Regions from separate parts of the Ovis aries genome. Here region 1 is linked to region 2. Evidence: chromatin contacts called from public Hi-C data. All regions are on one chromosome and are shown on one strand. The core of a region is the stretch at or near the end of the contact, and the rest is flanking DNA. Distances in the headings are between cores, read along the strand shown.

The links. A called contact is a pair of places that touch in the nucleus more often than the background predicts.
Region 1: a contact with region 2 is called in a Hi-C map of muscle, with 6 times the contacts expected there. The contact joins the promoter of POLM here to the promoter of NUDCD3 in region 2. A contact is called at or near these places in 2 of 16 Hi-C or Micro-C datasets (liver and muscle).

What each region holds. Positions count from the first base shown.
Region 1 is chr4:78,875,523-78,880,871 of ARS-UI_Ramb_v3.0, reverse strand. It overlaps POLM (DNA polymerase mu), which reads right to left and starts at 2,449. Exons shown (of 9, transcript XM_042248710.1): 1 at 2,158-2,449; 2 at 663-846; 3 at 34-132. The coding sequence starts at 2,333. LOC121819416 (a long non-coding RNA gene) reads left to right here and starts at 2,170. Exons shown (of 2, transcript XR_006059661.2): 1 at 2,170-2,246.
Region 2 is chr4:78,567,597-78,572,724 of ARS-UI_Ramb_v3.0, reverse strand. NUDCD3 (NudC domain containing 3) reads right to left here and starts at 2,145. Exons shown (of 6, transcript XM_004007984.5): 1 at 1,922-2,145. The coding sequence starts at 2,113. It overlaps NPC1L1 (NPC1 like intracellular cholesterol transporter 1), which reads right to left. Exons shown (of 19, transcript XM_004008262.6): 19 at 3,933-5,128.

The sequences.
Region 1 (5,349 bases), core at 1,200-3,699, 310 kb before region 2:
CCATCCCAGGGAGACACAGGAGCCACAGCTCACCGAGAAGCTGGCATTATGGTGCACGAGGGGTGTGGGACGCTGGCAGGCATAGGGCAGCATCCATGCTGGGCTTGGCATCTTCTTTTTGGGCACAGCCACCTAGGGATGGGCAATGCACAGGCTGCTTTGATGCTGCAGGGTTGGCAAAGGACCAGGCAGCCCTCCAGAGCCCCACCTCTCCTGGTAGGGGGGTCACCTAGGGCTCTCAGGACAGGAGCAGACTCAGAGAGGGCAGAACTGCTCGAGGCACAGGGCAGAGGCCAAAGCAGCGGTAGCGGTGCAATGCTACCTCTCACGGGGCACGTGTTCTGTCACTTCCTCTCAATCAAGTGGGCCTGACGTGCCTATCACCCTCACGTCACAGATGGGGACTCTGAGACCTTGTGGCTCATGGGCAGAGCCAGGATTTGAATGCAGGCAGCCCTGTTCTGAGCCCACACCTGAACCACTCCACTGTGCTCACCCAGGAAGCACTGGGACCTTCCCCATGGTGGTCTGGATGGGGCCCTCACTGCCCAACTCACAGGAAGGACACTGAGCCACTGCTGCCATGTCACCTGTCCCAGCTGAGGTCTGGCCAGCCCTGGGGCTTCCTCAGTGGCTCTACCCTAAGCCTCCACCCGGCTCACCTCCAGGCGGTGCCGGCACTCCACAGGGACAGGCTGCCCAGCGGCCATGCTCTCTGTGAACCAACTTATGTCTAAAAGCACTGGGCGGGTACAATCTGGAGGAAGAGCCGATGTCTTGCGCTCCTGCCAGCAGACAGCCTCCTCTGCTGAGGTCCCCTCCATCACCACGTGTGTCACCTCTGGGCTGGGTGGAGGGAAGAGATTGTGAGGTCTGGAGCCCTGTCCCAGGCCTGCCATTTTTCCTGCTCCATTCTACATCTCCAAGCCTTCGCCAATACTATCCCCTCTGCCTGGTGAGCATCTGTTCATTCCAGATTTTCAGCCCCTCCTCCTGGCAGCCAAACATCTCCATCACTCCAGCATCTGCTGAGCTGTGGCTCTCTGGTCTAGCTAGGATCACAAGCCCAACCCTTTTTTGGTGTTAATTTGTCTGTCTTCTTCTCCCCGAAACCCAGAGAAAGGAGAGGCCAGGGGCCTGGGGTCCAGGAAGCAGGGTGGGTGGGGGTGGGTGGGTCCTACTTCCAAGTGCTAGAGACAGACTACTTGGCTTTGAACTTCAGCTCTGCCCCACACTTGCTCTGTGCCCTTGGGCACATCATTTATCTCTGTACTTTTGACTTCCAACTCTGCAAAGCAGAGATATTAATACATCTACTTTGTAGGCTTGCTGTAAAGATTAAACGAGCTAATAATAAGCAAAAGGGCTTAGATAGTGCCCAGCACACTCGAGGCTGCTGTCATCATCCTGAGTGGGTCTGCAACAACCCTGGGTATAGCTAACTAAGCTTCAGGGGGACTGGTCCCTAGGTTCACTTTGCTCTCTCAACTTCAAAAACGATGGAAACCCTCCTGCCTTACTCTTAGCATTGCTTCTGTGACCCTTTTGCTTGGTTTAATTCTACTCTTGGAAGTCTCACTTAAATCCCTTTCTCAGCTCTGAGGAAAGAGATCTGTTTAGCTAACAGGGCAAGATGAATTCACCTAATGAAACGTTACTAACCCAACATACACCCGCATGATTTTACAAAGCCTCCGGCATGTTCTCTCCTTGTCCTACAGAAACACTCCTGGCCATAACTGCTAACACTCTTTTACAAAAAAAGAAAATTAACAAAACCCATATGACTGACCACGAAGTGCCAGGGTTAACTTGGAATACAAAAACCTCAGGTGCCCCTCCGCCCCAGGGTCAGCTGCGAGGGAGTCTTTTCAGATCTCAATATCCTCAGCTGTAAGGTAACACCGTGTATAGTGGCTGGTCAGCTGCAAAATTCCTAGCCGGGTCATTTTGTGCTCAGGCCCTCACGCCACGCAGCAGCGCCCCCCGGCCGGCCCGGCGCGACAGCGCGGTGATACAGATATGGGCGTGCCACATTCCTAGGTGAGGCGAGGCCTTTGGCCAGCCCCCGCCCCGCGCCCCTCGGAAAGAAAGCCCTGGAAAGGAGGCCCCGGGCGGGTGACCCCGCCTAGCGGCAGCTTCGCCACGACCGCGCACCTGTAGGCACTCAGGACGCGGAAACCCTTGGAGACAGCCAGGCGTGTGAGAAAAGCCTGGCGACTGCGGCCCATGTGTGGCTCGGCCAGGTAGATAGTGACCCCCGGGAAGCGCGCCGCGGAAGAGGGGGCGGAGCTGGGGGACGCGACCCGCGCTCGCCGTCGTTTCGGTAGCATTAGGGCTCCGGCCACCCGCGGCGGCCAGCGAAAGCAGCGGAAGCCTGGACAGAAGCCAGAAAAAAGCGGGCGGAAGGCTGACAGAAGCCGGAAGCGACAGCGGGCGGAAGCCGACTGGAAGGGGAAGTGGCTCCCGGCTCTACTTAAAGAGGCAGGCCCCGCCCCCTGCAAATTAAGTCTCCGGGTGGTTCTCTCCCCCTGGGTCTTTCGGAGCGAGGTGGAGGTTGGCTTTAGAGGCCCCGCCTCTATGCAAATAGAACCGGAGCGCACACCTTTTATTTAAATTACCCTCGTAGAAAGTCCTCTCCCCTTCGTGGGACCACCCGGGTGGAGAGACTAGGGTTAGGGGTGGGAGCTGAGAGGGAGGAGGTGGGAGGTAAGAAAGACTTCCTCGACGCGGGTCAGGGGCTTTGTCCTCGGAGGGTGGAGGTGAAGTCGCGGTAGTGGTATCTGGGGTTGTCCTGAACGCAAGGGTGGGGAAAGGGGGGGTTAGTGGTCGGTCGGTGGCTGGTGGGAGTGGAATAGTTCTCAGGAGCGGAATATCCACTCCACCTCTTTCCCTTCGCCTCCTCCGATTGGATCTGGCAGGACAGATGGGCCGCGGAAACCTGGCGACGAGGGGTCCTTGGACCCCGGGCCCCGGCAAACGCGCTAGCTTGAAGCGTGCTGGTGGAGTGGTCTCTTCAAACCCCGGGAAAGGCTTTTCAGTCTTTTTCAATCGAACGGTGTTAGGACGACTGGCCGGCCATTTGGAAAAATAGAAGTTGGCTCCCTCACGCTTAACACCAAAATAAAATCCAGATGGATCAAACATTCAAATCTAAGAAAGAAACAACACAAAAAATGTGCTGGGAAGTCGATGAATGTTTTTTCAGCCCTAAGTATCACAATAAACCTGGAGACACTAAAGGAAAAAATGATAAGCTTGACATACATATTTTAAATTATTTAAAAATTAAAAGGCAAACGGGGGAAATACTGTGACACATTTTGAATTTAATTTCTGTAATTAAGAAATTGTTCACAGATAAATAAGGAAAATACAATGAGCAAGAACACCAGTAGTCAATTTACAGAAGAAAGTCTTCTCAAAAACATACCAGGGACTTCCCTGGTGGTCCAGTGGTTAAGATTCCGCCTTTCCACTGAAGGATGTGTGGGTTATATCCTTGGTGGGAGAACTAAGATTTGCCTATGTCCCACAGCCAAACGATTTTTTTTTTCCCTTTTAAAAACAAACAAAAAAAACACATACCAGATTGCCTGACAGGTCCAATCACCACACAAGGGCAAATTTAAATGAATATTTTTACCTGTCACATTAACCAATGTTTACAAATTGATCACACATGAGGGAATTGGCAATTTGTAGGAGGGACTCTTTGGAAGCCAATTTAGCAACCATACCCAACAAAATGAAAACAGAAATCTCACCCCACAATTCCTTTTCCAAGATTGGTATTGCATTGAATCTCTAGATCAGGTTGAGAAAGCAGACATCTTAACAACATTGAGTGTTGTGTCTCTCCTATTTTCAGGCACTACATTTTGGAATCTCTTTGTTATACCATGTGATGTCGTTCATCTCCGTCCCCCACTCCCCACACCCCACAACCCTTCACTAGTCAGTGGACACAGGGCTGAGGGAGGCAGGTGCCTGAGACCAGGTCCCCTCTGGCCCTCCCCACCAGCTCCCAGTCTGCTCTCCTGGGCCCAGCACACACACTGTGAAGCTGGGAGGCCTGGGATGCAGACCCTCTCATTTCCCATCCTCATTTCTCCTCCTGCCATGTGGGAAGGGGGAGCTCCCAGCTTCTTTGTAAGGGAGTTACTTCCCCATCTGCGGGTGCTGCCTTTCCTCAGGGAGCAGTAGTCTATTCCCTGAAACCACTCCTGTTCCTTTTAATGGCCTCTGACTCCATTTTGGGTACCTGAGTTCTCTCCTGGAGAGGCAGAGGCAACTTTTAACAACCCATCATACCTGAATACTTAAAGCACTGGGCGGCTTGCAAAAATGAGGAATACAGGGCTTTCCGTGGGCCCAGGGAGGCTTTGTGAGGGGTGATCCTTGGTTACCACCCAGTGGAGGCCTGGGCACCAGTGCACAAGGCCATGGCCTTGATGGTTGCCCTTTTCCTTTTCTCCCCTTCCTGGACCACTAGGTCACTGTCCAACCAGCTGAGAAGTGGAGACCTCAGCCCTCTCTTTCCAGTAAACCTGGCTTGGAGTTCCCAGATGTCTAAGTCCTCAGCTTCCTGCTGCCCACACTGAGACCAGCCCCCAGAAAAGTCAGAGGCTGCACAGGCCCTCTCAGCTGCCCTGAGGGTTGCAGTCCGCCCCCAGCTCTGCACTGTGGTATCTCATGCTGTGTTTTGGATTAGTTTTACCCAGATGTATGAGCTTGCATTTTTCCAAGATGAATCTCATTTAGCTATTTCCTGTTTCCACTTCCAGTTCAGAAAAGGCCCCTGGGGGTGATTTTTTAGGCCTCGTGACCTTCGCAAAACCTCCCCATGGAGCATCTTCTTTGATGTTCACTTTAGTGCTGTTGGCGCCTATCCTTGGCCTGTTGGGGCCAGGACTCTGCCCTGACTCTGAGGCCCAACCCGCCCCCTGCCGGTTCCCGTCCCCTGCCGGCTACTTGCCAGCAGCATTCCAGAGGGCGTGCGGTCAGACTGCTGATGCTGCTGCTGGACCGGAGCTCCTGCGGGCCACTGGCCCAAGCTCTGGCCTCAAGTGCTGGCCCTGTACTTTCCTGAGCTACTCACCGCATCTCTGTGGGTTTGGGCTACCTGGTCCACTCAGGCTGACAGAACAAAATACCACCGACAGGGCAGCTTAAATGAAAAAAACATTTCTCATTGTTCTAGAGGCCAGCAATCTAGGATCAAGGTGTGGCAAGGCAGGTTTCATTCTGAGGCCTCCCCTCCTGGTTTGTAGGCAGCCACCATCTCTGTGTGTGCCCATGCAATCTCTTTGTGTGCTCGTGAAGAGAGAGAGAGATCTCTTCCTCTCC
Region 2 (5,128 bases), core at 896-3,395:
TTCCTTCTCTGGGGTCCTTCTGTCCAAAGGCACCTTCTCTCTGCCGTGCTCCTTCACCTTCAGCTCCTCTCCTTCAAACCACTCAGATTCTTCTACCTCCCATGAGATTCAGTCCCACAATTCAACAGCCTATGGACAGAGACTTCTGTCTGAAATCTCCAATTCAACTTGTCTAAAACTAAGCTTCTTCCCCTAAACTCAGGTGACAGTTCAGTGAATGCATTACCAATATTACAGTGCCCTGGACTGAAACCTTGGGTCACCGCTGGCCCATCCCACCTCTCTCTCTGCCTTGTTCCCCACCTCCACTTTATTAAACTGTTCACCAAGTCTTAACCTTTGAGAGTGTCTAAAACATAGTAGGTGTCTTACATACTGTTACCAGATTCATGAATTACCTCTGTCAGTTTACCTGTAAAACAAGGAAAAAGATCAACCTATTCAGGTTGTTAGGAACAAATGACAACCTAGAACAAAAATTACATAACAACTACTAGGTGCTCAGTAAATGGTCCTTTCTTTTTTCTGCAAAAGATCACCCTAGACAAAAGTGTTGCCACTCTACAATGGATTGGTTAAATAATAGAACAGAAAGATATGGAATCAGAAAAATGAAGTTTTGAGCTCTAGCTCTATGATGAGTTTGGTCAAACCACTTGATCTGCTGAACTAGCACCCTCATTTGCCACATAAAATTCATCCTTATCTACTTCACAGGCTTCCGGGAAATTATTAATTTGCCAAAGGATTTGCTAAAAACCATCTCTGACACACAGTTCTCTGATCACTTGGATGGTACTTAACCACTACAAGGATGAGGAACAGCCTTAAGTTTTCAAACTGAATACCAACCTCACTCCTCATTTGACCATATTATCTCTGGTAGTTATTCAAACATTCTAAGCTTTTGTTTCTTCATGCAGGCACTTAGGAAAGTAATATCGGGCCAACCTGAAGCGAGTAAAAAGACTTCACGAGATAAACCTTTGAAATCACTTCATAAACTGTAAAGTGCTAGACGACAGTGAGAGGTATCGCCAGCATTTCCACCTTCTCAGGTTCCTGGCTCAATGCTTGACTGAGTATCCTCTGTCGATCCCATCAAAATTCCACCTCCTCTACAAAACTCGTCTTCATTTCCAAAAGATCATTTCTATTCCCTTCCTTCCAATGGCTTTGTCAGGTAACAGGCAAAGATCCCTGCTACTGTATTTCATCTCTTTAAATATAGCGTAAGTGTCCCAAGCAGAGAAACCATTATTTAACCATCCGCATAACCAGTGTATCTCTAATGCCTGCAGCGGCTGAGTGTGAACTCTTGCTTATTACATTTCAAATACCCCGTCAACTACAGTGAATGACAGCCTCCAACAATAAGCTTAACCTGGGATGCACACATATATGCTCATATGTAAACTTATTAAGTACTATTATACTATGTCTTCGATGTAAAAAGTCACATTTCAAATAAGAGACCCACACCCATCATACAGCCTCCCTCTCGTCCAGTAGTCGTAATTCTGGGGTGTGCAGGTGTCCGTGCTGCCGCCGCCCCTTCCCCAAGTCTAGCCTGCAGTTTTCATTCTCTGTCACTCGAAGGGTTACGCGCTGCTGGAGCTGACCGGAGCCCTAAGCTTCTGATATCCAAATGCACCCTATCGGACCAAGCTGCTATAGAGCCGGCACCTCTCGCACAGGAGTAAACTGATAACAGACCAGCATCTCGGCAGAAGCCGCGGCCGCAGAAGGCGGGTCGGGGGAAGCGCCAGAGGATGAACTGAGGCCGGCAGCGGAGGAAGCGGCGGGCTCGCAGGAGCCTGAGCTCCCAGAGGGTGGGAGACTACGGGAGCGGGTTCGCGGGGGTCGGGGCTCCCACGATCTTCCCCACCTCACCCCAAGCTTCCCGCCTACCGCGCGTTACCTGCAGCACCAGCGCCTGCGCGGCCCCCGGGGGAAAGCCCATGCGGTCCGACGGGTGGCGCAGCAGGCGGTAGAAGTCCGTTTTGCGGTAGAGGAAGCCGAAAAGCACACGCAGAAAGTCCTGAACGTTGCCCACGTGCTGCAAGATGCCCAGCAGGGCCTGATCGTACAGCTCGGCCGCCCCAGGCTCCATGGCGTCGCCGGCCGGAGGAAAGCTCACTCACTGCGGGCGCGGCCCGGACGCCGGCCTATGGCCACTTCCGGTGCTCTGCAGTAATGGCCTCGGCCGCTAGCGCGCCCGGGAAACTTCCGGTCCGCTCTTGTTCGCCCCCGCGGTGGAGCTGGGCTGGACTGCGCTGGAGCCGACTGGACCCGGGCACCGCCCCTACTGCCCCCGGGCTTCTCGGGCGGTCTCGCTGAGGAGCAGAAGGCCCCGAAGCGCAAGAGGACCCGGGGCTGCGGCATTGAGGGCGCCTAGTGGCCATGTTGGAAACTGGCGGAAAAGTTGTAACGCGGGCAACAACTGTTACGTGAGCCACGCTGTTGTCACGTGGTTTGTGGGCTGTGTTCCAGACTGGATGTCCAGAAACAAGGCGGGACAGCGAGAACATTTTGCTTGAGAGTCCAAAGAGGAAAATGCGACCTTTCTGTTGGTGTGTTTCCCGTTACTAACATAGTCGTGAGTGAAATGCAAGGTGATGTGCATAAATAAAAGAAGACAAGATTGTCAAGTGAGTGCATGTACCAGTATTAAATGGACAGAGCTAGATGCAGAATAGAGAATCTGGTGTGCCATCCTGTGAAATATACATATACGTATGTATATATGTGTGTGTGTAGTATATATGTGTACGCACAGTATATATATACTCACACAGCATGTATACGTGTTCTAAGGGTCTTTCAAAGCATAATCTGAAAATCGAAGCATAACACTCAAATATATAATGAACACATCAGAGATTTATCCATTTTAATTGACAGCTTTTCGAGAAACTGGGTATTTATAACTTTCAGAAAGCAGTAAGATGGCTAGATTGTATACAAAGCTGGCTGGTGTCCTATAAAATGGTGTAGATTATCTTTCCTAGTGGATGGAAATGATTTGCATCTCTACTGGCCTGAGATCTACAAGTTAACATGTTTCTTCATAGTATATGGACTCTAATGAATTGTAAATAAAGTCAAACTCAGATAAATTGCTCTAGAGCAGTGATTCCGAAACTTTTTGGACTTAGGACCTATTTACAGGGGATTCCCTGAGGGTCCAGTGGTTAGGACTCTGCATCAGAGTGCCCAGGTTCAATCCCTGGTCCAGGAACAAAGATCCCGCAAGTGTGGCCATGGCCAAAAGGAGAAAAAAAAGACCCATTTTCATTCTTAAAATATATCAAAGATTCTTTGGAGTCTTCATAAATTTTATGTGTGTTATGTTTATTGATAGTTACCATATTGGACATAAAAACAAAATGTTTAAATATTTATTTATGCATTTTAATATAATAAAAATATGTTAACATTTTTGTAAAGAAGTAAGGTCCTTCGCAAAGAGTCGGACACGACTGAGCGACTGACGGAACTGAACTGAACTGAAGGTTCTTCAGAGCAGTAAAAGTTTATGAGAAACAAAGCATCCTTTAAAATTTTTGCAAATCTCTTTACTATCTAGCTTAATTGAATCGATGACAGCCAGATTCTCATATCTGCTGCATTCACTGCATTGCAGTATGGTATTTTGATTGAAGTATGAGAAACCCAGTCTTATACAAATAGCAGTTTAATTGGCCTTTTCAAATAAATGTATTATTCTTGGAAACTACACCAACATTCAACAAATTGTAGTTTCTTAAAGATTAGTTGCACTGTGAAATCTGAAATTGTATCAATAAACGTCTCCTACTTTGTCACATTAATATCCATTGGTCTGTCCTAATAATTTGAGTGGATCTTTGTTCACAATCTAGTCTCTGTATACACAGAGCAAGGAGAGATGGAAGAAAGAGGCAGACCACTTCAGACTGGTAGGTAGGTTTAATAAGCAAGGACAGTTACTTGTCCTAGGCAGCCACAAGACCAGTATATTTTCACGTCCACTCTGCCAGAATCACAAACGTTTATACAGACACCTTAACTGGGTTCAATCACATACACTATCCAGATGGTCTCAAAAACACCTTCCTTTCTCCAGGTGTTGAGAGGAAGATGTTGTTGAAAACAACTCTCGCTGTGGGAATGGTAGGCAGAGCATACATTACAAGGACAGAGGAAGAGGTGAGGAGTCTCCCATTGCCTGGGTCTAGCTAGAGGGTCAGCCAGGGATCGTGTTCCCCTGAATACCCCCAACAAACTTTTACACACGTGATTTTGTAAAATCAGAATGGAAGAAGGAATGTGATGCAAGAATCTAACTATATTAAAAATGTATAAGGGCTTCCCTGGTGGTCCAGGGGTTAAGAATCCAACCAATGCAAGAGAAATGAGTTCAGTCCCTGGCCCGGGGAATATTCCACATGCTGCAGAACAACGAAACCCGTGCCCCACAACTACTGAACCCACACACCTAGAGCCCGTGCTCTACAACCACAAGGCACTGCAATGAGAAGCCCATGCGCCACAACTAAAGAGTAGCCCCCGATCTCCGCAACTAGAGAAAGCCTGAAGACAGAAACAAAGACCTAGCTCAGCCAAAAATAAACAAATAGATATTTTTTTAGTGTATGAAGCAGCTTCTCTGAAAGGGATACTGACCCCATCTGAAAGATGCTAACCCAAGTAACTTTGGAAAGCAATGGTGTCTATAAGACTAAAGGCAAAAGGAATTGCATGTAAACACTAAATTCTAAAGTTGTTTTCCACAGGAGTGTAGGTTATCATTTCTCAGACTCCTGCGTATGTATAAAGGTAATCAACAACTAAGTAAATGGTGAGGGTTATGGAGCCCGGCTTCTCATTAGTGGCATGAGAGGCTACAGAGAAGCAAGAAAGAAACCTAGAATGATTCATGTGGTTATGGGTTAGAACTGGAGGTATCAGCATAAACTCCTGTTTAGCTTAGTGTAGATACAGATGGCTTTTCATAGAAATATTTCTAGAAATGTGTACATATACAGGTCAGTATTCACATATGTATGCCCTTGCTCTCTCAGCTGAGAGGATCAGAAGCAACAAAGCCCCAGCAGCAACACACACTGAATACCCAGATCCTGAT